Regions from separate parts of the Mus musculus genome. Here regions 1, 3, 4, 5 and 6 are each linked to region 2. The links are chromatin contacts, called in public HiChIP or PLAC-seq and promoter capture Hi-C maps. All regions are on one chromosome and are shown on one strand. Each heading gives the region's core, a stretch centred on a gene start, on an enhancer-like site or on the middle of the called end of the contact. The rest is flanking DNA. Distances are from core to core; before and after follow the strand shown. Region 1 overlaps Kif5c (kinesin family member 5C). Region 2 holds the start of Orc4 (origin recognition complex, subunit 4). Region 3 overlaps Epc2 (enhancer of polycomb homolog 2). Region 4 overlaps Epc2 (enhancer of polycomb homolog 2). Region 5 has its middle 49 kb from the start of Kif5c. Region 6 has its middle 19 kb from the start of Kif5c.

Region 1 (4,791 bases), core at 1,508-4,007, 680 kb before region 2:
CCCACAAGCTTTTCTAGAACAATCTAGAAGCAAACTGTAGAGTGGAGAAAATGGACTATATTCCTTGAGGAGTATCTGTATTTCCAGGTGGGTCCTATAACAGGGAAGCACACATGTATCATGCGTGTGCACATGCCCGCAAAAAAAAGAAAAAGAAGAAACTCTGCTTCCTTCAAAATGTGGGGAAGGTAGCTCGGTGGGAAAGCATTTATCTAAAATGAACAAGGTGTGGAGTCCAATCTCCAGTTATTAGCAATAATAAAAAAGGCCAACAGACATAGTTTGAAGCTATTGTAGAGGAGTCATGGCATATGCCAGATACCAAACTGGACAAGTCTCAGCCACAATGCAAGAACCTCCCAGGGACATGTATACCATGAGCAAAGCATTGTGTGGAATGTGTCTCAGTTACATATACACTGTTGCGCATGGTTCTGGGACCATGGTGATCTATATACAGTTGCCAGTAAAAAGAACAACTGGATCCCTCAGCTACTTGGATTACATGAGATTTGCTCATCCTTTTGACATGAAGTCAAAGGCATCCAACAGGTGAAAGTCACTTGGGACTGATGGGAAATTGATGTTCTATATTATGCCATCAGCCATAAAACTATGGAAAGCAAATATGAATTGTATCCTCCTTCCTGGGAACCTGAGAGGCCGAGAGAGGCAGCACTGAAGAAATATCTTGTGGAAGTTATTCCTAACCCAGGCACAAGGCACAGCAGTAAAACAAGCTGGCCTAGACAAATTTCATTTCCTCAAGGCCACTTTGAAGACCTTGCTGTCTGGTCTCTTACTGCTTCCTCCACATCGGCTTCCCAGGCCTGGCCATCGGCAGCTCCGCTGTCCTTTGGACATGGAGTGGTCAGCTGCCCTTCTTTCCTTCTCTGGGAAATGCTGACTGCATCCTTCTTTTCTCTTTATCTCCTTCGACACCATTTAGTTTGTATCTTCATTAAAAATCTTGATTTAACCGAAGTGCTAGATAACATTTTCACAAGCCAATTACTTGACATGACTAGTACTCAATGTGATAGTTAAGAACACAGAGAAGGATCTCTGGGTTTAAGTGACTAAACCAATGGAATAGAGAGCAGTATTCTGGGAAGGGAGGGAGGGAAGGAAGGAAGGAAGGAAGGAAGGAAGGAAGGAAGGAAGGAAGGAAGGAAGGAAGGAAGGGAAGGAAGGAAGGAAGGAAGGAAGGAAGGAAGGAAGGAAGGAAGGAAGGAAGGAAAACAAAGGCCTTCCAATCACACCCTCTACCTCCTGCACTGCTTGGACCTCTTCACATGCTTCCTTCTATTTGTCTGACTCAATTCAGTTGGTTCTGGCTGCCTTTGCAGACTAGGGCTTGCCAGTGGCACCCACTAGAAGGTGGGACTAGTATATGCTCTCTTCTAGGACTAGAGTGCCGGTCTGGTCCCTACATGACATATAACCTTCAAAATGTGGAGTAATCTCTTTGGTGTTGTGTAGTGTGACTCCACCCTCCAGCAACATGAATTCCCACCTCGGTCAGCATGGCACACACCAGGTCATCTAGTAAAGTGCTCCCATGGGTGCTGCTAGATACAAGCTAATGCTTATCCAGTGCAATGGGAGAAACAACCACATCTGAGGATTTGTGAGAAAAGCCTTGAGGTCATTCCAAATATAAGTGGCCATCTCCACTCTGTTCTGTCAGCCATTGGATACTGGGGATATGGCACAGTGATGCCCCAAATCAGTCCTTTTATATTGCCAGGATGGGAACTCACACATACACACCAGCAAAGACCAGGAGAGGAAATCCCTATGGATTTTCACTAGACCAGTGCCATACCAATCACCCTCTCAAATGATTCAGTTCCTTTACTTCAGACATGGATTTGCTGCCAGACTGGCCAGTCATACATCCCTGAAGGCTGTAGGAATCAGTAGAGCCTTTGCGGAAAACAATAGGCTGATAGTTAATAGGATCGGATTTATGTACTCGCCGCACTGGACCCAGGAAATCTGCTTCTAGTTAATGAATTCTGTAGAAATAACTGAGCTACTGAAAATAGCCCCACGCATAGAGCCGCTCAGCAAGTATGATCTGAAATAAGTGCAAGATGAAGAATTCCATGCCACAATACACAGACAGTGAGCACACTGCTATGGCAGCCCAGTAGACATTAAGCAATCACTGAAAAGTAGCATTGTGAAGATATTATACCACATATACAAGTAACATGGGTAACTTGTATATCCAGGGTTGGTGTACATTTTTTAACAATAACAAACCAACAGGAGAAGGGAGGATAGGAATATTAAACGGCAAATTTGCGATGATTTTTGCGGTGCCTGCATTGCCCTTTTTGTGGTTTTCCACCATTTACAAAGAGGATCGATCAATCCTGCACTGATCCAGATACCAGGGGCCTGCGGGGAGGGGAGTAAATTTTCAACACTTAATCAGATTCCTGCAAAAAGCTATGCAGCCTTCTTCACTGTCAAGGCAAGCTCTTCCAACCGATGCACACACAAAGAAAAGGCACCAGAGAGTGACAAAGGGTTTCCTTGGCTTCCCACCACAGTCCAGCTCTGCGACCCCCACATCCTAATGGACGCTTTTATCCCACTCGGCAGAGCGACCTCATTAGAAGTCACCATGCTAATGGAAAATGCATTCCCAGGACAAAAGGTCTCATCATTCCTACACCAGCGACAGGACCGGGACAGAGGGTACATCGCAGATTCCAGTCACTGTGGTGCTTCTCGCCTGGAAATTGCAAGCAAGTCTCCCAGGGAGGCAACCCCAAGTACTCTAAGCTTCCAGAGCTGTACAGGCACAGGCAAGGACCTAGGCCTGGAGTTCCTGCCAAACACTGGCTGCAAGGCTAATGCAGGGCTGACCACAGAGCCAGGAAGCAAGGCAGTATGGTGGCATTTCCTAGGACCCATGGGATCCAGGCACATTTTTGTGCTCTCTTTCATTGTTAGTCACCAGTCCCCAGAAATCTTATCCTTAATAGGGGCACCGTTGGGCTGCTGCTCCCAGGACTTCTCAAAAGTGACCCAGCATTATGGGATGGGAAGGGACACTGATGATTACAAACTGGAATGTAGAAAATGGTTACAGAGACTGCAAAGCAACTAGAGCCAAGTTTACACTTGCAGAGTGGATTCCTCCAGATGAGGGAGGGGCAAAGTGTTGGTCCCTCAGCCTGCTGTCCCCAACAGAGAACCAAGTGTTCTCTCTCTCTCTCTCTCAGCAAGGCTTCTCTGGACAGGTATTTACAAGGTTCATTTTTCCTTCCTGTTGATGGCAGGGCTCACAATGCTTAACTGAGCTGAGTATACAATAGGCCCTCAATACACCAGAGAGGAACGAAATCCTATGATTGCAAAGTCAGAACACTGTGCCTAAACGCTGGGGCAGTGTTATCCAAGAGAACTAATGATAGGCCCAGATGCAATCTTAAATTTCGTATTAGTCACATCTTCATAAAGCAAAAATAAAGTCTAACACATTCTACCCCAAATACCTCTGCAGGGTGTAATGTGTCTCATCCATGTTAACAACGTCTTTTACTGCGGGTTTTTAGTTGGTTTGGTTGAGGGAAGTGCTGTTTTATTGTGGTTTTGTTTAATACTGTCTTCAGTGTCTGGTATATATTTTGCAACTACCAAACATCCCTACATGGATGAGCAGTATTCCAAGTTGTTCAATAGACTGGATGTGACCAGTGGCCACCAGACTGGGCAATGCACAAAACACCTCTTTAAAAATGGAAACATTTTTGAGTGACAATGAATGTATTTAACATCAAATTCCCCATAACCTACTTGGTACTACTTTATATTTGGTTTATATAGACTTTGGAGTTGGGGGACAGGTGCACAAAATCACTTGTGTGTGCCAAAGCCAGAGATCATCTCAGGATGTCTTCCTTTGGGGCTCTCTTTCTCTCTCTCTCTCTCTCTCTCTCTCTCTCTCTCTCCCTCCCTCTCCCTCTCTCTCTCTGATTTATATTGTTGTTGTTGTTGTTGCTGCTGTTGTTGTTTTGGTTTGGTTTTTGGTTTTTTTGGTTTTCAAGACAGGGTTTCTCTGAGTAGCCCTGGCTATCCTGGAACTCAGTCTGTAGACCAGGCTGGCCTCGAAGTCAGAAATCCACCTGCCTCTGCCTCCCAAGTGCTGAGATTAAAGGCGAGCGCTACCACTGCCCAGCTTCTGAGACAGCCTTTTAACTGAGTCACAGGTTTCTAGATCAGCCAGCCAAAGAGAATCAGAGCTCACCTTTCCCTGCTCGCCACCAGGGCTAGGAAGTGACAAACAGGGATCTATTTTCCCCTTTGCAGGTATTTTTGGACAAATATCTAGATCTCAGAAAAATGTGTAAAGTAAATCTTGAAGGAAACCTTTGCCAGGAGCCATGTGTAGCACAGACACTCAGCGCATGTACAAGTAGCTTCCGTTTGTCTTCAAGAGTACGCAGGATGCTGCTGCCTACCTGTCTACACAGATAATGGCTGGTACTGTTTTGTTTAGAACTTTCGAAAGAGCTACACATTTTTTCTTCTAAAGCTAATGTAGCTGTAGCTAATCTCGCATATACTGTAAATATGAACTTATTGGATGGTATCATGAATTCAATGGATCATAATGATAGCAACGGCGATCCAGGAACACCACAATCCCCTTTAAAATTCAGCCGCTCCTTACTTCACCCTTCCATGGGGATCCCATGACACACGTGGTATGTGTCATGGCCTAGGTAGGACCCCTGCACCCGCCATCCCAACACAGACATAAAACTCAAG
Region 2 (5,183 bases), core at 722-3,221:
TTTATTTTGGAAATTAATTTTGTTACATATGTGAACAATTTGTTCACAACAAAAATTGAGATGAAAACCTCTTCTCGGTTTACAACAGTAAATAAATAATTCAGTTAAAACTGAAGTGATACCAATCCAGCAAAATATTGATGGGGATATCTGGCCTTCTATGCAGCAAGAACAACATAAAGTTTTCAATGGGGATTACTTGTTCAGACAAGTTACAACGATTAGAGGGGGAAAAGTTAGTTATGAAATATCTAATATTTCCATGTTGTGGAAAATGAATACCAGAAAGGTATGTGGGAAAAGAGAATACCAATGGCATTTAAACTTTAAGCATTTTAAGCTTTAAATATATAGTCAAACATGAAGCAAATATTTTTTACAAAAAAAAAAAAAGAGAGAGAGAGAGAGACAAGTGTAAAATCCAACCAAAGGCCTTATGAAGTAAAATTTGAAATTCGCTATGCCATTCAGACAAAATGAAAAATGGAGAAGCTAAACACCTAACGTAAAACCAGTCAAGTCTTTCAACACTAAAGTCAATATCCAAGCCACAGACAAGCAAAGAGAGAGAAACACTCAGGTCTACAACTGGTTAAAGCAGTTCCAACACAATTCAGATCCCGACATTTTCCCACTCAGAAACAAATGCAGGCAGCTTTTCCTGAGGAAAGAGGAAAAAAAAATCTCTCCAAACGTAATTTTTTAAGTGACATCCAGAAAGTATGCCTCTTTTCTGTCTCTTTCCCTGGCGCCTCATTGGAGGAAGGAGGGGGTTGTTTTTGTATTCTCCCCCAGTGAAGCAAGACACAATCAGATGTTAGCTGGAGAAAGCACTTTTGACAACAGCAAATAAAAATAAAAGTGTCCTTCCTTCCCTGACAGGGTGGACACCCCACCTCACACACCCCTCCTCACTCCCGCCCCTCCTTCACTCCCCCCCCCCCCAGCACCACCCCCTCCTCACCCCGGAGCTCCACTGCGTATGAGGTTTGGTGCTACTGCTGCCCCGGAGTGAAAGTCAGAGCCAGAGGAAGGCAATGGAGCCCCCACAGACACACTTACCTTTCCTGCCCCCCACTTTTGAGTGCCTTCCCTGGAGCTGTGGAGGATGACACAAAGGGTAATAAAGGGGGGGAGTGGAGGAGGAGGAGGCGAAGGAGGAGGAGGAGAGCTGGGGAAGTGGCTGCTCCCGGTGTAGGGAGATGTCTTCAGCCAGGGCCAAGCAGCAGCAACAGCAACAGCAGCAGCAGCAGCAGCAGTAGCAGCAGCAGCAGCCAAGGGTCTGTGTTGCTAAGAGGCTTTTGGTCTCTTTCTCTCCTTCTCTCCCGGCCACAGAGAAGGAGGGTGGAGGGGGCTCTGGAAGCAGGCGTGTGGAGGGCTGAGCGGGTAGGAGTCGTGGATGGGGGTTTTTCTAAGAAGAAGAAACTCCTCTCCTCTCTCAGGCTCAATTCCCCCACTCGGGGCTCAGAGCTGGAGGGTGGGGGAGGAACTCGGCCGCCTTCCCCCCACCCCCCTCAATTCAAGGTTGAAGTGGGGTAAAATTAGTGTCCTGTCCCTTTAAAAATAGAAATAAAAGGTGCCCCCCCTCTGCCACTGCCTCTCTCTTCATCATCAGCTGCTGCTGCTGCTGGGGTCTCTCTGCTTGGGGGGGAGGGGGGGCTCGGGGAGACGAGACGGGAGGCACTCACTGCGCATGTCCCGTTCTGACGGGAGGCTGGTTGGTGGAAGGCAAGGAGGAGGGGGAGGGGAGGAAATGAGATGGTTTTCCCAGAAGGCTCCAAGGCGCTGGCGACCCGGAAGCCATTGTAAGCAGGGGGTAGCCGGGCGGGGGCGGGAAGAGGGAGGAAGTTGCTACTCTAGAGCAGCCCCAGCTGCCTCCTCCCTCCTCTGGGAGAGCGGAGGGACGGAAGTAGGCGGGGACCGACCTGAAAGCAGGTCACGTGGTGGGGCGGAGCGGGGGCGGGGCCGCCAAAGCCGGCCGGTCGCCGTGCATGCTGGGAGTTGCTGTGCGCGGTGGGCTGCAGTAGGAGCAGCGGGACTGAGAAGGTGGTGAACATCCTTCGGTCCTCACCGTCGGCGGCGGCCGGCTTTGCCCGATTTAGGCAGGCTTGACTGGGAGAGGTAAGGCCGGTCTCGTAGGCAAGGTGAGGGCCGCAGTGGCTACGGGCGGGTGGACAATCTGAGGGGAGTGGGAGGCTCGTGCAGGCCGGGTAGGCCTAAAGCAGGAGGCCTGCCCCTGGCTCTCGGCTTCCGGGAGCTGCTGTGGACGAAGCGGGCACAGAGCTCAGCAGAGACGGGCTACAGAAGGCTTTTGGGTGAGGAACATGATTGGGCAGTGTTGAGAGGTCAGGTTCTCTGCAGAGAGAGAAGCACTACCTGCTTTAGAGCGTGCGACATATTTGGAAAAACCTAACCAGATGTGTGCCTTTTGATCAGCTTCTGCGGTAGCCTTGCTCATACACATCCTGCCTTCCTGACTTTTCTGTTTTCTTTGGGATTTTGGAGAAGCTGTAGGCATGTAGGCAAGGAACGGGCAGGAAAGGTCTGAGTGAGGGCTCCCTGCATGCTCTCTGCCTTAATGCTGCAAACACAAAAGACTGCCCGTTTGAGGATGCTTGGGATTGTTTGGTCTTTCATACAGAGTTTTGTCACTAAAAAAGAAAAGCCTTGAAATATTCTTTTCTTGTGGAGCTAAAGAGAAAGCTTTTTGTCTGGGTGTTTCTTTTTTTTATAGTGAAATAACGGCTTCTTTTTCATTTTAACTTTCTTCGTTAGTCTTTTAGCTGGTTTTTGTCAAGATACATCGGAGGACTATTACCTCGTCTTTAATAATCCAAGTTACATTAAAAAAAATTCAAAATCGGAGATCTTCGCACTTACTCTTACTTAGTCTTAACTATTTTAGTTCTGCTCAGTAGGATTCAGTCTGTTAAAAGTTACACATTTTCCCGAATTGTTCTTGGTGCAAGTCTATACAGTACGCTATTTAATGTATCCATTGCACGGTGCTTTTTTTTTTTTTTCCTTCGTCCTAGGGAGGTAATTATGTCAGATGGGTTCAAAACAAAACTCCAGTGCCCTAAAATTTTTATTAGAAAACCAAGTCTCAATCTTCTTATAGAAAACTATTATGACCTAGGTAAAACTTTTAAATCCTGTTTTGTGTAATGGCCTAAGTGTGTGGGAAACTGCACAAAACACAGATGTAGAGAACGACTGTAGCATACATAACCTGTAACCACTATGAATCAAGAACCAAAACATGGGTAGCAGCTGGCAGGAACAGGCCCACTAATTGCTTCCAGGCCTCTCTTCCTCTGGTGCCACCTTACTATTATCTTGATTCTTGTGATTCACTGCTTTTCTTTTAGTAAAAATGTATGTCAGCGCTTCTAAACAAATTCTCAATTGGCCTCTTTTTATCTGCTTGTAGGTAGGTAGTTCACACACCCTATTAAGTCGGACCCTTTATTTACCTGGCTGAGATTTGACCCTGTTAATACATTTTGCTGTAATTTATATATTTTTTTGTTGTGGTGTAAGAGTTTCTAAGGTAAAGGCACTGTTTTTATAACTAAGCCACCATTAGTCTTAATGGACTTTGACTTGTATTCATTTCTTTACTACTAAATGATCTACATAGCTACATAATAATGATCTGAATACTACATAATTTTATGTGAATATAGCTATGTATTTTTATGAGTTGTATGTGGCTGTCTTCAGTTTCACCAAACATTTAGACTGGCATGCTGTCTCATCCCCCGGCCTCAGGTGTGAGCGAGCCTTACTTGTACCTTCTCACCAACAACTAGCTTTTAATTTTGTCAATCTAATGAGGGTAGTTTTATAATTTGCTCTGTGTTGAGTAAAGTTCTGTACTGGTGATATTGACTGTTTTCAGAAACTTGGCTGTTTGGATTTATTCATTCAGAAATTGTCTTTTAAATCATCCTTTTAAAGTCTTTTGTATAGTTTCTTTTTCTATTTTGCTGTTTTCCATAAGGATTTGTAGCATTGCGGCAGATAGATAATCTGTTCTTGTAATATTACATTCTTTTCTTTTTTTTTCTTTTTTTTTTTTTTTTATTGTTTTTTCAAGACAGGGTTTCTCTGTGTAGCCCTGGCTGTCCTGGAACTCACTTTGTAGACCAGGCTGGCCTCGAACTCAGAAATCCGCCTGCCTCTGCCTCCAAGTGCTGGGATTAAAGGCGTGCACCGCCGCTGCCACCACCACCCGGCCTAGTGTTACTTTTTTAATTTATATCTTGTTATTGTTTCTTGAACTTTCTATTTAGCTTTAACTCCAGGACATAGGGTTTCAACTTGGCCACCAGCCCCATGTGGCTTTTGAGCACTTGAAATGTATTGTTATAGGTAGTTTGACTTACAGTAGGAATTTTTTTTAGTGTTTTGTTGTTTCATTTTATATTTGAAAAGTGTGTAAAACACCTCAGCTTCTCATTATATTTGCTTGTTAAAATTTTAACTACTTTCACCTTTTTTGCTTTATTAAATATACTAGAAAATGTTAAATTAGGATTTACATTTATGTTGGACAGCAATATTAACAATAAATATTGACATAGATGTTTCTATATCTTGGCCACTTTCTTCTGATTAATGTCTTGCATTTCTAACTGTCTTTTTGGCATCCTTTTCCTTTTTCTTAGGATAGTCTGCAGAAGTTCCTTAATGCATTTAACCAGTTCTCTTGTTTCTTTGCTTCAAAGCTCTTGTTTTGCTTTCAGTTCTAAGGAATTATGGTTTCTTACAGCTTTGTGGATAGTTTTCAACACTTTGAAGATAACATTCTAATTGTTTTTTTAGCTTCTCTTATTAATTTGCAGAAATTTGCTCTAAATCTAATTCCTGTTGCATTTAAAGAGAATCTTTTTTTTTTTTTTTTTTTTTTTTAATACTTTGTCTGCTTTTTTACTCTGATGGGGGCCAGGTGGAATTCTTGGTCATGCTTTAGAGTCCTTCTGGATTGTCAGATCAGCATATCATTGTCTTTATAAAACATAGAAGGAAGTGTTAGTACTTACCTCCTCTAATTAAACCTTCACTTTCATTGTTAATTCAAAGAATTCAAGGTTATAATTTTTTTAGTGTGTTTTTGCTTACTTATAATATGTACTTATTTCTCAGGGGAGTGCAGCAGTTATATACTTTAGGAAATT
Region 3 (4,583 bases), core at 1,064-3,563, 570 kb before region 2:
ATTTTCCAGTTTCTAACTGTTTATAACGGCCTCTCTGCTCTAGGCCAACTTGTGTTTCCTTTAAAAAAACTTTTTCACTCTTGTTTTATCTTAACTATATTGTGTGTGCAGGTATGTGTACAAGCATACAGGTGTCTAACAGAAGTTAGAGGTATTGAGTTACCCTGGAGCTGAAGTTACAGGTACTTGTGAGCTGTGAACCAAACTTGGGTCTTCTTTAAGAGCAGCAAGTCCTCTTAACTGCTCCATCCCTCCAGCCTCTTAGGGTTAACTCTTTCCTTTTAATTGTAGTCATATTATACTTCTGTACCTACCATCAACTCCCTAGGGAAATGATTTTGTAAGTACTGTCATTCCGAGCAATTGCATGTCTCTCTATAATGTAAGGCGATTCACAGGTGGCTGATGTGCATAGGCAGAACTGAGAACCCGGGAGTTTTCCTTCCCACCTAATTACTTTTTTTGAGCCAAACAGAGGAAGACAGATGGCACAAGCAATAAATAAGACTGTATATATGTAATTAGCATATTAAATACACATGCTGATTAGATTTTTTAACTAGTGCATTTAGATAAGATCATCTGGTATAAAAATGTCCTAAAGTACTTATTAATACCCAAATTAATTTTAGTTCAGTGAGTTATAGCTAAGTCTAGACTGTCATGTAAACATTTCAGTAGTCCTTTTCTTTTCATAGGCAGTGTTTTTAAGTTTAATGATGCAAACAAGGAAACAGGGCCTTGTTACCAGCAGCAGCATCCCTGCATGCTCCCTCCTGCCTCCCTCCTCTTTACCTAGTATGCAGTAAACCCCGAGGAACACTTTCGCACCTTCTAATTTTGAAACACAATAAACATTTGTTAATAGCACACAGTCCATGGCAGGGATAATCCATTTGGTCTACAACTGAGAAGAATAAAAAGCAAAGAGCACTGAAAAGGAAATGCAGTAGTACCCTGATGGCAAGGGAAATGAAAGTAACATAGGAAAAGGTGAGAAGCGCCTTTATGAGAAACTGCTATTGGTGATCAAGGAGCGGTGACACGCCTACTTTAAGAAACGTTACTAGTAGTTCTCACAATACAATGCTGCTAAAAAAGAATAAAGTATATTTTTATATCCAGGATGTTACTTACATGCAAATCAATATCAATTTTCACATTTACTCACTAAAAGAAGAACAATACTTCTTTCCTTCCAGCAAAGATTATCAAGAGCCATGTCTGAATGTAATCCAATTGATGACACTGCTTTTAAAAGGCAGCTGGCAGTTCAGATCGCCAATGCCGACAAGTCTCTCTCAGCATCTCAACAGTCTCCATGCAAGCAAAGCTCAACTGTGCTCGTAAACCTAGTTCATCTTAGTCTTTTCTAGTTAAAATGTTATATCTTCGGAATCCCTACATCTCCTTAGCTAAGACTGGAGTGCTAAACTGAGAACTAGGCCTGTGATAGTGAGTCGTATATTTTTGGAAAATTTGTCCTCTGATGTTTAGGAAAATAATAAAGACTCCTACAGAAAATTCCTAGTTATTAACCAGTAGGAGATTTTTCCTAAAATACACAATGCCTACATCTGCTATACTTTACAGTGTTATACTAACAGTTGTCAGACAAGCTTTCAACATCAGGAGAAACTAGAATCCACAGACGATGCTTGGTTCCAAATTATAATTCTTCAGTACTTAGCTATGTGTTCCTAATTCCTTGTGATGTTAAGAGAATATGTTACCATGAGTAGTATTTACTGTTTCTTATGAGAAATACAGGGTGGTAAATAACACCCTGAAACAATATTTTCATTTTATTTTATATCATACATATAATTCCACAGTACAAAATTCTACTTCTCTTAAATTCTGGTTCACAGTTCTGAATTGAGACATGGAGACATATCTGTCAATTTGAAATCTGACACAACTAAAAAAATGAGCCAATCAAACAAACAAACAAACAAACTCCCGCCACTGTTACTCTTGGGGATTGGTAGAACAACTCTTCCTTACTTCCTACCCCATAAACTTACAGGCAGCAAGACCTATTCTCATTTGCAGGAATTAGAATATTATTTCAAAAATCTTAAGCCTCCAATGAGGATAATTAGTGTTCAAATTCCCAACTTTCCAAATAGAAGTGATTCATGAGAACATACAGCTTAGTGAGGAACTCAAAACCTGAAAGTTCTAAGCACAAGAAACTCTTCCTATTGCTCTAACTGGAAGTCTAAACTAATTGTGATCAGACTGCTACAGCAGGCTATACAAATACTGTCAACACGTGCTCAAAAGATCAACTGAAGAGTAGGCTTTCATCAGGTTAGGTCATCAGTGTCACTATGTTCAAATAATAAGCAGTAAACACTATCAAGCTACAGTCAGTTAAACTACAATAGGACATTACCTTCCGAGTCTGCATTTTCTCTGTTCTCCTCCGAAAGGCAACGTAAGGATCATTGTTGGTAGAGCCATCTCTTTTCTCTTGCTTAATCTGGGGAATGAGGGATGGCCCCCTGCAGTTCTTTCGTTTTCTCACCCAGTAGTCATATACAGCTTTAATAAGATAATCATCTTCATTTAGCAGCAGTTTTGCTTCTTGAAGTGTTACAAGCTAAATAGAAAGCACAAGATGTCACCAATGGAAACATCTGAGAAAGAGATCAGGATAAACTACAGCAATCGCAGAAAATGTGATCCACTGACATAATTACAATTAGATAGTGTGACGGCAGGTGAAGATGGAAGTCTATTCAACCTAACAAAAGTCTCTTAAACTGGGATGTTATTTTAAGAATTCATATTTTGTCCAGGAGGCAGTAGTTCCACTACTTAAAATATCTGATAAGGAGCTATGGAGATGGCTCAATTAGAAATATGCTGGCCTTGTAAACATGAGGACCTGATGTCAGGCATTGACACCCACTTAAAAAAAGGTATGGGGGGTGTGTGTGCCTGCAATCCCAGTGCAAGGAGCTGGTGACAAAGGACTCCTGCATACTGATGGCTGGCTCGTCCAGTTCAGTCAGCAAACTCCAGGTTCAGTGAGGAACTACAACTCAAAAGTAAGGTGGAGGGTTACTGAGAAAGCAGGTGCCAACCTCTGGAACATATGCATGTAAGCTCATGCGAGTTCCTGTGTTGACATAAATTTACAGAATAGATGTGATCACTGGATTCCCAAGCCTATAGTACTGATGTCTAAGGTTAATTAATTGGTCTACTATAATTTGGCTGCCCTTTCCTATTGCTCCAACTGGAAGTCTAACCTAATTGTGCTAAATAAGGCAGGCTAAACAAACACTGTCAACACATGGTCCAAAGATCACAGAAGAGTAGGCTTCAGGAGGTCACCAGCATCACTGTGTTCAAACGATTAATGATAGTAAACACTGTCAAGCTACATTCAGTTAAACCATTACAACCTTGCTGTATTACTTCTGGTAGGTTTTCCAGCCTTGAAATTACTTGATCTTTTTCTAATTTAGAGCTCATTATAAATAACTGACAGCTCCATTTACACCCTGCTACAAAGCTAGTTGAGTGATCCAATCTTCTCGAGGAGTAAGGCAATGCATATGATTAAGGACATTTTTATACATCTTATTTTCAGTTATATAAACATTTTACCTGCTGAATCCATAAAGGAGAAATAAGCCCGCTAATGCCTATGTCAGAGCTCTTATGGAAAGCATCTGTCAGAGAGTTGACAGTATCTTGAACCAGTGTTGACAACAAGAATTTTCTAGCACTAAGCCAGCCTGCATAGTGACTTTACTCTTATATGTAATTCCTACAAGGAAAAGAATATACTGCTAATTCAGCCCATGTATTCTAGTCCACATGACAGTCAGCTGAGGATAAAAAAGGACTGGTATTTTTAAACATATTTTCTTAAAGCTATTTTTAAGATTATGCTTATTTAATGTGTATGCATGTATGGAAATGCTCCCATGTGGAGGCAGACGACAGCCTTCAGGAGTAGGTTCTTGCTGAGGCAGGCTCTCTTGTTTCTGCTGCTGCACTGTCAACTGTAGGTTAACTAGCATGGGGGCTTTAAGGTGATTCTCCTATCTCTGCTAGCCATTCCATGATCTTACTGTAGGATTACAGACTTGTGCTATTGCATCTGACTTTTTACACAAGTTCTGAGACCTAAATTCAGGCCATCAGGCTCGCTGTTGCTTTTACCTGCTAGGTATCTCCCTGACCCTCTAATGGAATCGTAAAATAGAAAGCTTCAAACTGTTAAAAACAATTCTGTTGAACAGTAATTTAGATCCCTAAGGTCTACAAGAGCAGGACTAGAACAAGAACTGATTTCCTACCCGTGTATCTATGTGTGCCTGGGAGAGTGTAGCAGACCTACACTCAGGACCTAAGGCAGGCAAGGTGAGCACTCACCTAATGACCGACACTATTAATCCAGAACAGACTCCCTGAAGCTCATAGATTCTAACTCATACTGACAGCATCATGGCATTCTTGGCAGCAACCACATGTTCCAGAGCCCAGAAGAACCAATGCTCTGCTATGTTGCATGTGCTTCAGCTGTTTGGTCATTACACTGCTGATACTATTTTATAATC
Region 4 (4,805 bases), core at 1,327-3,826, 520 kb before region 2:
CCAGTTGTCCCCAGTTGCCAGTGTTGTTTAGGGAGGTGTGGAATCTTTAGGAGGTAGACATATGCTGAAGAACATATATCACGGGGGCAAGATCTGAGAGTTCAGAACCTCACCCCACTTCCAGTTTACACTCTCCACGTCCCGTCTGCAGTTGAGGATGAACGCGTTCAGCTTCCTGTTTCGGCCACATATTGTTATGCCTCTCCAGACATTAGGGACTCCACTTCTGGAATCCTAAGGCCGAAACCCTCTTCCTTTTGTAAGTTGCCTTGGCCATGGTGCTTTATCACAGCAACAGAAAAGCAAGCAAGACAGAAACTGACACCAGAAAAGTGGGCTGTTGCTGTGAAGAGCCCGATCGTGCTGTTTCCTGGAGGAATGTGGAAGCCTTTAGAGTGTGGGCTTCCGAATGATGTAAGGAAAGCTTACACAGCTCTGGTAGGAGTCTGGAAGCTGGCAAGGCTGAGGGTGATTCTGGTGGTACAAGTCCTGCTGAAGAGGTTTCAGCGGGAAAGAATATTAATAACTGGGGTAAAAGCCACTTATATGTACGGTATGTTGCCAAAGAATCTGGCAGCCTTCTGCCCTAAGGATTTTTTTGAGGCAAAATTCAAATATTTCTTTGACAAAGGAAATTTCCCGAGAACATCTGAGTAACCCATGGCACAGTTATTACTGATAGCTCTTATTGCAGATTTGCAATGAAATACAACATGTGAGACAAAAAGAAAAACGAGTTGTAGAGTTTGGAGAGAAAAGGTGCAGTAGGAACTTTATTTAGTGTTTCAGGAGACAGGTGTGAGGAACTGTACCACTAAGGAGATTCACTGCTTTAAGGCGAGGCCTGTTCTGCACTGGAATAAAGGAAAGCACCCTCAGGGCAAGCCCCACCCAGCTAAGCTTCCAACTTGTAAAAGGTCTAAGAATTTTGCTCCTAGAAAATAACAGCATACTAAAACGCCTGCTAAGAGGACAAGAGTCCATCCCATCTTTGGAAATAGAAAAGACTTAAGAGGGAGGAGACCATGGACTCTTCTTCCATGATTTCAGAGAGCTAAGAGCAAGTAACATGTGGGAGCTCTGGAGCCGCATCACTGCATGATGCCATGAAAGCTGCAGTGGAGACTCCAGTGTGCTGAAAATGACAAGCCATGAGCCACCTGTCTGCCAAGGACAGCTAACATACAGGAAGCCAAACCAGCCCAAGAGAGCTCCAGGACAACATGGACTATACACTGAGCATAGTTCAAAAGTTCATCTAAAAAGGATACCGAGTATTTTAGTAAACATAATACAAATTTAAATGGTCACTTACAAGGAATGAAGTCACACAAATTCTAAGATACAAGGGCATTAAATTGAAACTGGGAAACAAAGATCTTTATGAACCCATTAAGTATTTAGAAACCAAACACACTCTTCAACTATGGACCAAAGAGATAAAGAAAGAAAAGTGACAAATATTGTGAATTAGAAGAAAGAAAGAACGAAAGAAAGAAAGAAAGAAAGAAAGAAAGAAAGAAAGAAAGAAAGAAAGAAAGAAAGAAAATCAAAACAAGAACCTGAAGATGCCTAGAGGGTAAAAGCAAGCCTGACAAGCTGCGTTCAACTCCCAAAGCCTACAACGTAGAAGAAAATAACCAGCTTGAACAAGTTGTTCTTTGACCTCCATACTTGTTCATGCCTGTGTGTACACACACACACACACACACACACACACACACACACACACACAATGTAATTAGATCAAAAAATGTAAAATATCAGCAAAGCAACACTTATGAGAAAAAAAGATTTGGGCCAAAGTTCAGTGGGAGAACCCTGGGCTAGCAATGTGTAAGGCCCTGGGCTTAATTCCCCCAAAACACAAAAGTTAAATAAATAAAATAAACCAATAACCTGAACATCTACCTTAAGAGAGTAGAAAAAGAATAAATTAAATGCAAAGTAAGCAAAAGAAAGGAAATAAGACAAATGAGGAAATCAATTAAACAGAAACCAGAAAAATACATAAAAGGAAAGGCAGATAATTTTTTAAAAATTCACAAAACTGATAATACAGGTCACAGAAAAAATTAGATACAAACTATCAGTATCAGCAAACATTCCAATCAATTTACTGCCAAGAAACTGGGCAATCAGCTAACGGGGACACATTTCTTCTCCCCACTTCTGGTTCCTCCCACCTCAGATTATATAATACATTCTGATCAATTTCCTCTCCCCCAGCTCCTTCCAGATTCTCCCCACCTACATAACTTCACCCCCTTCCCCCTCTCTCTTTAGAAAACAGGCAGACAAACATGATTAAAATTGGGGGGGGGGGACCCACTAGAAATACACATTACAACAACTAAGAAACACAAAAAAACCACAAAAATAGCATTGTTTGTCTTGTGCTGGCCATCTACTGTTAAATGTGAGGTCTACTCTTAAGTGTGATTAATATACCCAGTGAAAGTCCACTGGTCAAAACTAATTTTTCCCCTTGTAAGAGTCAACTGGAGATAGTTTATAGGTTAGGGCTAGGAGCCCATGTCCACTTCTCCTCTCTGAGATGGGACCTGGTCTGTCATGAGCCTGTGCATGCCCTGTGCATTCTCCCACAGTCTGAATGAGTTCATATGTGCATCCATCCTACAGTGTCTGGACGAGTTCTCTCGGTGTCATACATACCCTCTGGCTCTTATAATCTACCCACCTATTCTTCACAGAGCCCCCAGAGCCCTGAGGGAAGGGGTGTGATGAAGACCTCTCATTTAGGACTGAGTGCTCCTAAGTCTTTCACTCTGCACACTGCCAAGCTGTGGATCTCTGTGTTAGTTCAGGGACAGATTTCTTGAAAGAAACAAACTGCTAAAGCTTACTCAGAAAGGCACAGATAACCTGAGTAGCCTTGCGAGCACTGGCATGTTTGAACTATACTTTTAAAACCCACAAAAAGAAAACTCATGGGCAAAGGCTTTACTGGAGGATGTCTTCAAATAAATAGCTAACTCAAAACAACAGCAACTCTATCCAAACTTTGCAAAATTATGAAGAGAAGGGACTGTCCCCGATTCATTCTATGGAACAGTATTTCTCTGATACTAAAATGAGAAAAGAATTGGAAAAATCATATATACCAAATATCCCCTATATATGTAATCACTCAAAACAAAAAATGAGCAACTAGAATCTAATAGTGTATTGAAATATACTATTACACAAATAAATGGGGTTTATCTCCAGAGTTAAGCTGGGTATGACAGAAAAAAAATTACACACACACACACACACACACACACATATATATATATATATATATATCATCCTAGAGGTAAAAATGATCAGGAATTGAAGAACAGCTTAGGCTACATACTGAAGGCTAGCCTGAGATACACCAACCTCGACTTGAAACAAGTAAACAAGAAAATATTCAAATAGACTATTATCCACAATGTTATTTTTAAAATGAAAAATCATGATAATCTCTATAGACAGAAATAAGCACCTGAAAACAAGTAAACATCTATTCCAAAACTCAGAAAAAATATAAAAGCTGGGTTTAGAGAGATAGCTCAGTGCCTGAGAGCACTGGATGCTTTTCAGGAGGCCCAGGTTTGGTTCCGGCAGCCCTATTAGCAGCTCACAACTGTCTGTACCTCCAGTTCCAGGGAATCCTACCCCTTCTTCTGGTCTCTGTGGACACCAACAACACAAGTGGTATGCCCAAACATGGGTGCAGACTTTTGTTTTCAGCCACACACATAGTAAAAATAAACTGTTTGATAAAATACACGGCAAGCTCTTCAGTGTAGTTAAGGGCATTACATACACTTCCATCCTCAGTGCCTTCCTCCCAGGACGAGGGACGAGACAGCAACCAAGACTATTTTCTACCTAACACCTACTGCAAGTTCATGCCATTATCATCAAGCAGAAGGGAGGGAAGGAGAAAATCAACTAATCTGAACGGACCTGAGACCGTTCATTCTCCACTGGTTTGAGACTCACCAGACAACTCTTAGAACTCTCTGATAACACTTGCTATGCAGCTCTGAGGTCTTAAACATCATTAAGTTCTGGCCTATTAAGTCTTCATTCCAATACCAAGATCAGTGGGATTCTCAGCTCTGTATTTCAACCAAATTCTGATTCTAGTATCTCAGAATCTACCTTTTCTTTCTTAATTCTTTTCTATTGTTTGTTTGTTTGTTTGTTTGTCTGGAGACAAGTTGTCACTACTGTAGCTCTGGCTGTCCTCAAAGTCACAGAGATGCACCTGCCTCTGTCTCCCGAGTGCTGGGATTAAGGACATACAAACACCACCACAGCCAGCTTGAATCTTCCTTTTCACTTAGTACATGTTTCAACAGTATAGTCTTGAATTCCAATCACACCTATTATTTTCTATCCAGAGATCCATCCCATGATCAGCTTCCAAACGCTGACACCATTGCATACACTAGCAAGATTTTGCTGAAAGGACCCAGATATAGCTGTCTCTTGTGAGACTATGCCAGGGCCTAGCAAACACAGAAGTGGATGCTCACAGTCAGCTATTGAATGGACCACAGGGCCCCCAATGGAGGAACTAGAGAAAGCACCCAAGGAACTAAAGGGAACTGCAACCCTATAGGTGGAACAACAATATGAACTAAGCAGTACCCCGGAGCTCTTGTCTCTAGCTGCATATGTATCAAAAGATGGCCTAGTCGGCCATCACTGCAAAGAGAGGCCCATTGGACTTGCAAACTTTATATGCCCCAGTACAGGGGAAAGCCAGGGCCAAAAAGGGGGAGTGGGTGGGTAGGGGAGTGGGG
Region 5 (5,199 bases), core at 1,680-4,179, 620 kb before region 2:
CCACCATGTGTGATCAGTCAGAGAATGGGGTAAACAGCTCCCCAGTGTCGTGTAGTCAGAAAGTGGTCGATAGGCCTTGAGCAGTGATCCTCAACCTTGTCTACCAGTTCAACCGTGAGGCAGCAAGTGAGGTAAAAACCGTCTGGTGCAGAGCGCTGACCTCAGCAGTTCGGATTTAATTGGCCCTGGGAAAGCACTCAGGCACCGATATTTTAAAAAATTCCTTAGCTGATTCTGATGACCAGACATCTGATTTTAAATGTACTCTGAGTCCCCTGCTCAAGGTTTGGCTCCTAAGAGCCGCTGGCCCATCCGCTCAGGAAGAATTAAATAGCAGACCATCCTGAGCCTGTATTAGCGTCATCCCCAGGCTGCGCACAGAAAGAGCGCCTGGCTGACGCAGTTCTCGCTGTGAGACTGGAGAGGCTTTAGGTTTTAATTTAAGAACTCTTTTTAAAATCCACTCTGTCTTCCACCCCCACCTCCCAGGAGGCAGCACACCCAGACGTCAGCTCCAGAAACCAGGTCCAATTCTGGAGGCTGCAGCAGCCTGGGGAGCCATCCAAGGTGTCCTTGCGGGCAGGCAGTCCCAGTTGGTAAATCCACACTTGCAGAGGGGTCTCAGTGTTTCATGCGAACAGCTCTCTCTCACCGACAATTTTCAATTTGCTCTCATTTAATGAGGCTTCAAGGAAGGCCGCTGTGTGGAGGGGGGAGGGGCCCCACTCTGCTTTGCAGTGTTCTACTGACAGATCTGTGCCTTAAGAAGCCTGAGCGTATTCCCCAACTGCCAGCAAATAGCTTTTTCTAAAATAATACCTGTCTTGATGTTCCTCCCTGTGATCTTTATAGCTCCTTTTGACGAGCCCCAGTGATCCTTATTTACTCTAGAAGCGGATCCCCGCTATCACTTGGTTGAGGTAGGGAGGAGAGGCATTTCATGAATGACTCCACGGAGCATAGATTGCCATCGTCGCTGGAGTGTCAAAAACATTGTATGCTTGTTTCCAGCCATCAGGCTCTGCAGAATAGAACATAAGGATTGTTTCCGGGAAACCAAACGATCCTCACCAAGAACCACTCTCTCCAGAAAGCTCAGGACCCTGTTCATCAGAACAGAGCCAGGGGCTAGGGGTATCTCAAGGATGGGTGGGGTCTTGAGGGCACACGGCCAGAGCAATGGCTTTCAAGGGTGGTCCATGGGCCGCTGGCATGAGCATCACCTGGAGCATGGCAGAAATGAAACTCCTCATCCGATCTCAGATCTCCTACAGCAGAGTCTCTGCGGCTGGGGTCCAGCCACTAGTGTTTTCACAAGTCCTCCAGGGGATTCTGAGGGATTCCGAGACATGGATAGAGTCTTGGAACATCTATCTCTCTTGGAAAATGTGAGCCCCACCCCTAACCCCCGATTTACAAGCAAGAGACTGGTAGGGAAGAGCTCAATGTAGTTAGTTACTGGTCATTTCTTTGCTGGCATGTAGGGGTGTATGTGAGCTGGGCAGGTGAAAGTTGAGAGCACAGCTTGGCTGACCACTGGCTGCTGTTCCAGGCGACTGCTGGAAGAATGAGTCAGAGCCAGTGACAGTGCCCCTCCTCCAGATGCACCAGGTCTGCAGACACACAGAAAGGATACTGGGTGAATGGAAGTCAGAGAAGTGGAATGGTGAGAAGCGGGTGGGGGTGGGGGTGTCAGGAAGTCTTCTCAGCCCACAGAAACAGACTGAATACCAGCTCTTGCTGACTGCCCAGAGCAATATACAGAATGTCACGGAGTCTTGTGTGAAGATGAACCCCCCAAATCAGGGTACTCTTACAGTGCTAGACTGGTTTGGAAAGATGCATAAACACAGAGATGACTACAAAGAAAACGAAGTTTACTGGGCCTGTGGATCCCAGGGGGTGGGGACCTAGGGGTGGGGGTGGGGGCTTGGTATCATATAAGGACTCTGGGAAGCCAGGAGAGGGAGAAAGCCTAATTAGAGCCTTCCTTGGACTGCCTGCCTTTCTGCACGGTGTGGTGGGTGGGGCAAGGCCCGCAGCCCTAGACCTGCTAGTGTGAATCATCCCCCTAGAGCGGGGTCTGGGGCTGTCCTTAGTTCTCTGCTTTGTGGCCCTGCGGTGGTTAGAGCAGGTGAAAGGTATCTCGGTCCTGAGCTAAGGAAAGGGATATGAGGTGGCCTCTGCCTGACTGGTGTGTCTGCAGAGCGACACTTCCCCATGGGGGCCTCTCTAGGAACCCACACAGCAGAGCTTCTCTTTCCCTGCGAAAACGAAAGGTGGGGGTTAATAGATGACGTCATGAAGTGGGATTCTGAAAGGCTCCTCTACATTGGCCACTGCCATCAGGAGCTGTATAATCTGCATGGTCTTCAGCCGTCACACATTTGGGGCATGAGCAGCTTGACTGGGGGCCCTGGATCTTTTGCATCTTGGTCTAGCTTGTATACACACAAATGGGACAAAGGAAGCTGAGGGGAACCCAGGCTGGAAAATGGCACACACATCAGGATCTGAAAGGCTCTATGGGGGAGGTGGATGGTGAGAGGACTGAAGAGAGATTTGCCTTAGTTTATACAGCTTGACAACATCTGTGAGGCACAGGCACAGTTCACAGTGTTCTCAGGCTGCAGTAGCCGGAGAGGCAGCAAGCCTACACGGAGTCCTGTGCCTCTCTTCTCTGCCAGAGGCTGAAACTCTGAAGAGAACCAAACCAGCAAGGAAGAACTGACCACGGTCCTCGACAAGCCCAGGGTCTGGGTACCCAGCACCCACATTTGAACAGTCTTCTCCCGGGAGTGCTCTTGTGTGGCCGCCAGCTCTGGGGAGAACATATGCTCCACAGATGTCCTCAAGGTTAGGTGTGCATGGCACCGTGAATAGAAATTAGCACAAAAGGTTTCTTGGCACGGGTTCCCGAAGCCTTGGCACCATGTCAGTAGCAGGAACACAGCTCAGCTGATGGGGGTGTGGGAGACATTGCAGGATGAAGGACCGGGGCCAGAGCTTTTAGAGCAAGGGCAGAGGCCGTGTTTTTGCCAGGCTCACTAATGGAACCCAAAGGTTGAGGAGGGCTGGAATGGGTGACCTGTAGGAACCCCAGAGGAAAGGGGTCAGGGCAGGCACCTCACTCTCTGTCCAGAGGTGAGGCTTGGGGAGTCTTGTGGCTGGGAAACCTGTATAACAGGCAATGAAGTTGTTCTTACACCTTAGGCAAAACTCATCCAAACAGATCAATAAGCGGAGAGCCGATGACCACAAAAATCTGACTAAAAGCCGTTGGATGAAATCTCCGTGCCCTTGGCTTTGATAGTGTATTCTTAGATAATGGGACCCAAATGCACAAGCCACAACAATGATAATAAGCTAAACTTCGAATTTGAAGACTTGGGCATTGATGTTCTCAAGGAACGGAAAATGCAAGCTGCAGAGAGGGTATATGACCCATGAGGATCTAGAATGCGTTGTAGGATGGACTGTCACAGAGCCCAGTGTGCGGGCAGAGGCCTGTGCCTTAGCCAGTCTTACTATTGCTAATGAAATACCATGACCAAAAAACAAGCTGGGGAGGAATGGGTTTATTTGGCTTACACTTCCATATCACTGTTCATCATCCAAGGAAGTCAGGACAGGAACTCAAACCAGGCAGGAACCTGGAAACAGGAGCTGATACGGAGGCCATAGAAGGGTGCTGATTACTCGTTTGATCTTCAGGGCTTGCTCAACCTGCTTGCTTGCATCTCTCTGTCTGTCTCTATCTCCGTCTCTCTCTCTCTCTCCTCTCTTTTCTTTTTTTGGATACAGTGTTTCTTTGTGTAGCCTTGGCTGTCCTGGAACTCACACTGTAGACCAGGCTGGCCTCTAACAAGTTCAGACTGCAGAAGCCTCCCTAGTGCTGGGATTAATGACATGTGCACTTCCACTGCTGCTGGCTAGGCCTGCTTTCTTATAGAACCCAGGACCACCAGTCCAGGAGTGGCCGGCCTCACCCACAATAGACTGAGCCCTCTCCGATAAACCACTAATTAAGAACATTCCTTACAGGCCTGGCTTTAGCCAGACTTTATGGAAGTATTTTCTTAATTGAAGTCCCTCCTTTCAAATGACTTTAGTTTGTGTCAAATTGACATAAAACTTTCCGCCAGAGCCTGTGAGCCAACACTAAGGAAGCTGACATGGGATGGCCTTAAATTTGAGGCCAAACTAAGGCTACGCTACATGATAAATCTTGTCTCAGCGAACAGACAAAATTCCCATAATTTAACCAAAAAAAAAAAAAAAAAAAAAAAAAAAGCACGCAACAGACCTTTCTCCAAAGAACACACAAAAATAGCCAGCAAGCACATTAAGTGTATTAAATTTCATTACTCATCAGGGAAATGCAAATTAAACCCATAGTGGCCATAACTTTTTTTTAAAGTAAATCTTGGCAAGGACATGGGGAAATTGGAAATCTTGTACATCAATGCTAACAATGTAATATGGTTTGCTCGTGGCTAGAAAGAGCTCGAGGAGTCTTCAAAAACTTAATTAACACAGTCAGAAACAGATACACATGTCTATAGTAGCATTATGCTAACGGTGTAAATGATCCGAAACCCTCAACACATCAGTTAAAAATGATATTACATATAATATGTAGCTATAAAGAGGATGACTGTGCTGAGATATGTCACAATGTACACATATTAAGAACATTGTGCCACGTAAAAGGTGAAGAGAGCAACAGAAAATAGGTAAGGGGGCATAAAGTGTACCTTAAATGTGAAAAGATGCTTAGTCTCTTTCATTATAAGAGAAATTAAACCCACAGAAGAAGCATGTGAACAGACCTCTCAGACAGACTGTGATGGTTTGTACATGCTCTGCCTAGGGAGTGGCACTATTGGGTGTGGTCTTGTTGGAGTAGGTGTGTCACTGTGGGTGTGGGCTTTAAGACCCTCATCCCAGCTGCCTGGACGCCAGTATTCTGCTAGCCTCCTTCAGACTCTCAGCTCCTTCTGCACCATGCCTGCCTGGATGCTGCCAGGTTGCCGCCATGATGATAATGGACTGAACCTAAGAACCTGTAAGCCAGCCCCAATTAAAGGTTGTCCTTTTGAGAGTTGCCTTGGTCATAGTGTCTATTCACAGCAGTAAAACCCTAACTAAAAGGATCCATCCCATAAACAACCACCAAACCCAGACACTATGGCAGAT
Region 6 (4,588 bases), core at 1,213-3,712, 650 kb before region 2:
GAAATTCTTCTGCCTGAGTGATCCAGGTAATTGCTTCAATTTTCACATCAGCTCCTGTCTTGGCAGTCCCCAGGATGGCCATTTAACTGAAACCCTGGGGTCTGCAGGATACCATGTGGGTCTAATCATTTCTGATTGCCCAAGCCCAGCCCCATTCTTATAAGTGTGAAAAGGAAAGCTCTGACCCCGGTAAAGATCAAAACCAAAGGAGCGGATGAACTAGTTTTAAAGATGCTTTTTTAAAAAAAAAAAAATCCCTTTAAAACTTGCAAAAAATGTGCTATCATAGATTAGAAAAATCTGTATGTCTTTTAAATTTTATCCTCAATGAGGAAGAAGGGACAACTATCCCATGCCAGCAGTGGGTGTGGGAGAGACACTTTTTTCTTTCATGAGGACTGACACATTAGCTGAGATTTTACTGGATTAAACCCCTTAGTGTTCTTACAGAAACAGAATAAAGGATATGGAAGAATTAAATGGGGGAATCATTGGTTCTAAGAAATGACAGGAAAAGAAATGTCTAGTTTCTAAAATGTGAGTAAAAGACACCTGCAAGAGAGCACTGGCCATCAAGGGTGCTGGAATTACAGGAGGCGAAAGGCACCCAGACTCTCAGGGATAACCCAAAACAGTCAAATTTCTCTAATTTGCTCAAAACCCACTTGGATACAAAACTGAACATTGGTAGTTCCTCTAAAATCCACTCACAGGAAATCACTAAGAAGATCAGCTTTCCTAAACTGAACCACAGTTGGTTAAAGAAAACAAATTGATATATCTGTTATACACCCCACATCAAGCACCATAAAAATTCACTGGAAACTTCATATTGCTGAGTTTCTCATGCCCTGCAACCACAAGGAGTCCTTTCTCCTGTCATACCCTATGTGACTCCTTTCTTCTGAGAAGAATCCTCCCTGACAGAGTCGGTACCCAGTGGCCCAGCTCCATGTAGGTCCCAGGTTTGTGGCCCAATTATAATACCATGCTCTAAAAGACAAAGTGTGCTCTCAAGCAATCAATCAGCATTCTGTCTCCTAGATGGTGGGAAGAAGAAAGGAGAAGCATGAGTCTCTATTGCCCACTGTGGTGGTTTGAATATGCTTGGCCCATGGGAAGCATGCCCTTGTTGGAATAGGCCTTGCTGGAGGAAGTGCATCACTGTGGGGATGGGCTTTGAGGACTTCTAGTTCTCAAGCTCTGCCCCCTGTGGAGTCTCTCCTGGCTGCAGTGGATCAAGATGCAAAACACTCCACTTCTTTGTGCCAAGCTTTCCGCCATGATGATTGTGGACTTAACCTTTGAGACTGTAAGCCAGCCCCAATTAATAATGTTTTCCTTTATAAAAGTTGCCTTGGTCATGGCATTTTTTCACAGCAATGGAAATTGTAACTAAGACACCCACCATGAAGATAATGTGGCATCAACAGCAAACCAACTCCAAGTACATAGTCAGAGACCCTGGAGATAAGTGGGAGTGGGGCTCCCCATAGCATATTCTTTTCTTTTTTAAATGATAAATGAGCTGAGGTTTTCTTCAATGGAGGTCAAGGGGAAGCACACAGTTACAAGGGGCCTTTGGACACTTGTGTTTGTCATCTGTTGCTGCTAACAAGTCACCTCAGCTCTCCAGGAAACACTTGCCGTTTTTAGGTCAGCAATCTTGGACCCTTGTAGCTCGGTCCTGTGGCTCAAGGCTCTGCCATACAGCTGGGCTGTAGGCGTTTTAAGGCTCAAATGGGGAAGAATCCACTTCTAAGGTGCTTCATGGTCATTGGCAAGAAGCTACTCTTAGTTCCCCCTTATGTGGGTATCCCTCAGTAGTAGGCATCATTACAGTGGATGAGAAAATGGAAACCACTTTCCAGTTAGTATAAGCGTGTCACTGGTTTAGTGGACATTCAATGGAAAGGCTTCCAGAGAGTGAGTAGTCAGGGGAATGCCCACTGGGAACCATTTAAACAAGCAAGCACGTACTCCTGGATCTCTTACACAGGATGGAGCATAGAGTAGAAGAATGAATATGACTTTGAACCAAAATACACCCTTTTCTCCAACAGCCTCGGTCTGAAGTATAAGCTATAGAAATATATCACCATTTAAGCAATATCATACTCAAGACAGCAGTCACAAAGGAAAATAGCAATATATACACCTCATTAAAAATGGAGTCCTATACATCAAAGTCCATACTAGAGAATAAATTTTAAAACTCGGCTGAAGAAGGTTTTCTTTTTGTAGCGTACATAACAAAGAGTCAATACCTTTAATAAAGAATTCTTACAAATCAATATGACAGTTGTAAATGCACAGGAGAAAAGCTAGCCTGGTGCACTAAAACGCAACACACAAAAGAATTATAAATTACCCGGAAATGCCTGGAAAGCTATTTGGCCTCATTAGTAACCAGGGGAATGCCTGTTAAATTGGCAAGGATGACAAAGAATAATAGGACTGTGTGCTCCAAAGTAAGCAAGGGAGGCAGCCTTCACTCGTCCTACTGGTAAGGAGGTAGGATTTGTGTGTGTGTTTTCTCTAGGAAGGCAACATAAATCTGAACTTGACACATGTACAGATATGAACCTCCTGCGGTCAGAGGCAGAAGCATCAGGGTATGAGCATGTGACCCACCCCCGCCCCCAAGGGAGACAAGAATTGCAACATTATGTAAAGACATCTTGGAACTAGAGTTGGAAATTTTGCCAAGTCTTAGAGAGCCTTGAAAAGCAGGTGGAGCTGCTGGGAGCTTTGCCGGGCAGTGGAAAGCCCCTGGGAGTTCATAAATAGAATACACAGGTTAAAAACAAAACAGAACAAAAAAGGCCCTAAACATTATTCAAGCCCTCTAGGAAATATTGGGATCTAGAAATAGCATTTGGAAGACGTTTTCCTCTCCCTAATAGAACTCTGGCCCTCTCTCCTTGGTCTCACAATCTCTAGGCAAACCATGTTTAGTATTCAACCTTTGGGCTCCTTCTGACATTGACAGATGATGCCTATGGCCTTGTCGGCTGGATAGCATTATGCCAGGCCCAGAAATGGAGTTCCCAAGAACTCCAAGGATGGAGAGTCCTAAGCCATGACAGTCAGTCAAGAGTCTTTGGGTTCCAAGCAATAGAAGTATATGTAAGTTACCTAAAGCAAAAAAGCAGAGAAGGAATAGATTATATTCTTGAAGAGTTTTAAGACTAAAACTGCAGCTAGACTCAGAAGTGAACTGGATTCAGGGAGCTGGGTGCTGCAAAGTTTCTCCTCATCTGGTCTTTGCTGCTTGCTGAGTCTATCCTGTCTTCCTTTCTTCTTACGTATGGGCTCCTTGCCTTCTTCAAGCAGTTCCACAGAAGATTCAGCTGCCATCCCTGCCACTTGGAGGGTGACAGAAGCTCATTCCCTCTGTTTTAGTGTCTCAGCTCAGGGCCAGCCAATCAATCCAGAACCAGGACAATGTCCTCTTCAACACTCATGGGTGCCATAAGTGACCCAGTAATCTGTGGGTTGAAGTGGAGGGTGGGGAGCCATGTGCCAGGAAGGCAAGTCCTGGGACACAACCATGCTGTTGATAACAGTGAGACTTAGGGGGTAACCTTGTCCCCTGGATCCTCCCTCAGACAGACGCTGGGGGCAGTCAGTGCTTTGTCCTCCACAATGCCATTCAGTCCTAACACAAGTGAGTGCTCCACCTTCTAGATCTAAAGGAGTCCCGAAATGGCCACAGCCAGCCTGTGCTGGCACGTTCTACTTCTACCAGCCGACTCACTTGTCTCTGGATGGCCAGCACTGGAGCGTGGCGTTAGTGTGTTTTTCCATGACCTGTTTTCGTTTTGAGAGGAAGAGACCATTGGAATACCAAGGAACTAACTGAATAAGATACTCTGAACTAACCCAGAAAACAGATGAAGTTGGATGGTACTTGAAAAAGCCAACCCTGTCATCATCAGAGAGGACTGCAGACTCTGCTCCTGTAAGCACATAGTTGTGGGCAGTGCAACAGCTTGCAGCCATTTGGCAAGTATTCCCAGGCCTGTGTAAAGGGCCCCTTACTCCTCCAGTACTTACATCAGCAGTGTGGGGCTCCACAACTCTGATTAACGAAAACTAATAGTCTGACCTGTTTATTTGTCCATTTTTACTGGCATTCATTTGGCACCTCAGCAAAACCTTAGCCCCACAGTGAGTTCTACTGTTTCACAGTGTGAGCTCTATGCTATAAGCACTAAGCTTATATGTTGGTATGTGTAAATATGGGCATATACATAGCACATTTACGTATAGGATAGAGATCTTGTTCTAGGGTTTTGAAAGAACCGCTCATTCGTTCACTCTTGGCTTATCTGTAAAGTTTCTGGTAAGTGCCAGCCACAGTCTTAGGTGATCAGATGGGCTCCAAGCCAGATGGAGCTAGCCAATAAACCCATGAGTATAGGACATGATAGCCAAGCATTAATAAGCAGTAACTAAAGACGTAAGGAAGGTAAACTGTCAGTGAGGAACGGAGTTCTATTCTAGCTCAGGTGATTAGAACTTCAAAGGACTTGGAACTAAGCTCCAACTCATAAGCTTCAGCATACATGTATACACAAATCAT

The links. Promoter capture Hi-C pulls out the DNA fragments that hold promoters and counts their contacts. HiChIP or PLAC-seq counts read pairs in DNA pulled down with a chosen protein or histone mark.
Region 1: an H3K4me3 HiChIP or PLAC-seq map of embryonic forebrain shows a contact between it and region 2, with 10 times the contacts expected there. The contact joins the enhancer-like site here to the promoter of Orc4 in region 2. A contact is called at or near these places in 5 of 39 promoter capture datasets (the 3T3-L1 cell line, 3T3-L1-derived adipocytes, cranial neural crest and 1 more), 1 of 484 Hi-C or Micro-C datasets (regulatory T cells) and 3 of 115 datasets of contacts at active chromatin or transcription factors (astrocytes, embryonic forebrain and embryonic stem cells).
Region 3: a promoter capture Hi-C map of liver shows a contact between it and region 2, with 2.8 times the contacts expected there. The contact joins the enhancer-like site here to the promoter of Orc4 in region 2. A contact is called at or near these places in 8 of 39 promoter capture datasets (the 3T3-L1 cell line, the C10 cell line, embryonic stem cells and 3 more), 2 of 484 Hi-C or Micro-C datasets (CD4 T cells and the HPC-5 cell line), 5 of 115 datasets of contacts at active chromatin or transcription factors (astrocytes, embryonic limb bud, embryonic stem cells and 2 more) and 3 of 9 other capture datasets (adipose tissue, liver and pancreatic islet).
Region 4: a contact with region 2 is called in a promoter capture Hi-C map of liver, with 2.2 times the contacts expected there. The contact joins the enhancer-like site here to the promoter of Orc4 in region 2. A contact is called at or near these places in 5 of 39 promoter capture datasets (the C10 cell line, the HPC-7 cell line, hematopoietic stem and progenitor cells and 2 more) and 3 of 9 other capture datasets (adipose tissue, liver and macrophages).
Region 5: a contact with region 2 is called in an H3K4me3 HiChIP or PLAC-seq map of forebrain, with 5 times the contacts expected there. The contact joins the enhancer-like site here to the promoter of Orc4 in region 2. A contact is called at or near these places in 1 of 39 promoter capture datasets (hippocampal neurons), 4 of 115 datasets of contacts at active chromatin or transcription factors (the 230-238 cell line, astrocytes, forebrain and 1 more) and 2 of 9 other capture datasets (adipose tissue and liver).
Region 6: a promoter capture Hi-C map of 3T3-L1-derived adipocytes shows a contact between it and region 2, with 4 times the contacts expected there. The contact joins the enhancer-like site here to the promoter of Orc4 in region 2. A contact is called at or near these places in 5 of 39 promoter capture datasets (the 3T3-L1 cell line, 3T3-L1-derived adipocytes, hippocampal neurons and 1 more) and 1 of 9 other capture datasets (adipose tissue).

Annotation. Positions count from the first base shown.
Region 1 is chr2:49,631,322-49,636,112 of GRCm38.p6, reverse strand. The region is part of intron 1 of Kif5c (kinesin family member 5C); the gene reads right to left. Among named protein-coding and RNA genes, the nearest start is that of Kif5c, 14 kb to the right of the region's middle. Within about 2 kb of position 2,757, at least 44 of the 459 cell types and tissues checked have an H3K27ac peak or open chromatin away from gene starts, as enhancers often do. A contact at or near this core is called in astrocytes and embryonic forebrain, where this site is marked.
Region 2 is chr2:48,946,055-48,951,237 of GRCm38.p6, reverse strand. Orc4 (origin recognition complex, subunit 4) reads left to right here and starts at 1,971. Exons shown (of 14, transcript NM_011958.4): 1 at 1,971-2,121. It overlaps Mbd5 (methyl-CpG binding domain protein 5), which reads right to left and starts at 1,730. Exons shown (of 17, transcript NM_029924.2): 1 at 1,689-1,730.
Region 3 is chr2:49,520,496-49,525,078 of GRCm38.p6, reverse strand. Epc2 (enhancer of polycomb homolog 2) reads right to left here. Exons shown (of 14, transcript NM_172663.4): 4 at 2,402-2,608. Among named protein-coding and RNA genes, the nearest start is that of Epc2, 71 kb to the right of the region's middle. Within about 2 kb of position 2,313, at least 10 of the 459 cell types and tissues checked have an H3K27ac peak or open chromatin away from gene starts, as enhancers often do. A contact at or near this core is called in liver, where this site is marked.
Region 4 is chr2:49,468,237-49,473,041 of GRCm38.p6, reverse strand. The region is part of intron 1 of Epc2 (enhancer of polycomb homolog 2); the gene reads right to left. Among named protein-coding and RNA genes, the nearest start is that of Epc2, 19 kb to the right of the region's middle. Within about 2 kb of position 2,576, at least 13 of the 459 cell types and tissues checked have an H3K27ac peak or open chromatin away from gene starts, as enhancers often do. A contact at or near this core is called in liver, where this site is marked.
Region 5 is chr2:49,567,746-49,572,944 of GRCm38.p6, reverse strand. No RefSeq gene overlaps it. Among named protein-coding and RNA genes, the nearest start is that of Kif5c, 49 kb to the left of the region's middle. Within about 2 kb of position 2,929, at least 69 of the 459 cell types and tissues checked have an H3K27ac peak or open chromatin away from gene starts, as enhancers often do. A contact at or near this core is called in forebrain and hippocampal neurons, where this site is marked.
Region 6 is chr2:49,598,460-49,603,047 of GRCm38.p6, reverse strand. No RefSeq gene overlaps it. Among named protein-coding and RNA genes, the nearest start is that of Kif5c, 19 kb to the left of the region's middle. Within about 2 kb of position 2,462, at least 28 of the 459 cell types and tissues checked have an H3K27ac peak or open chromatin away from gene starts, as enhancers often do. A contact at or near this core is called in 3T3-L1-derived adipocytes and adipose tissue, where this site is marked.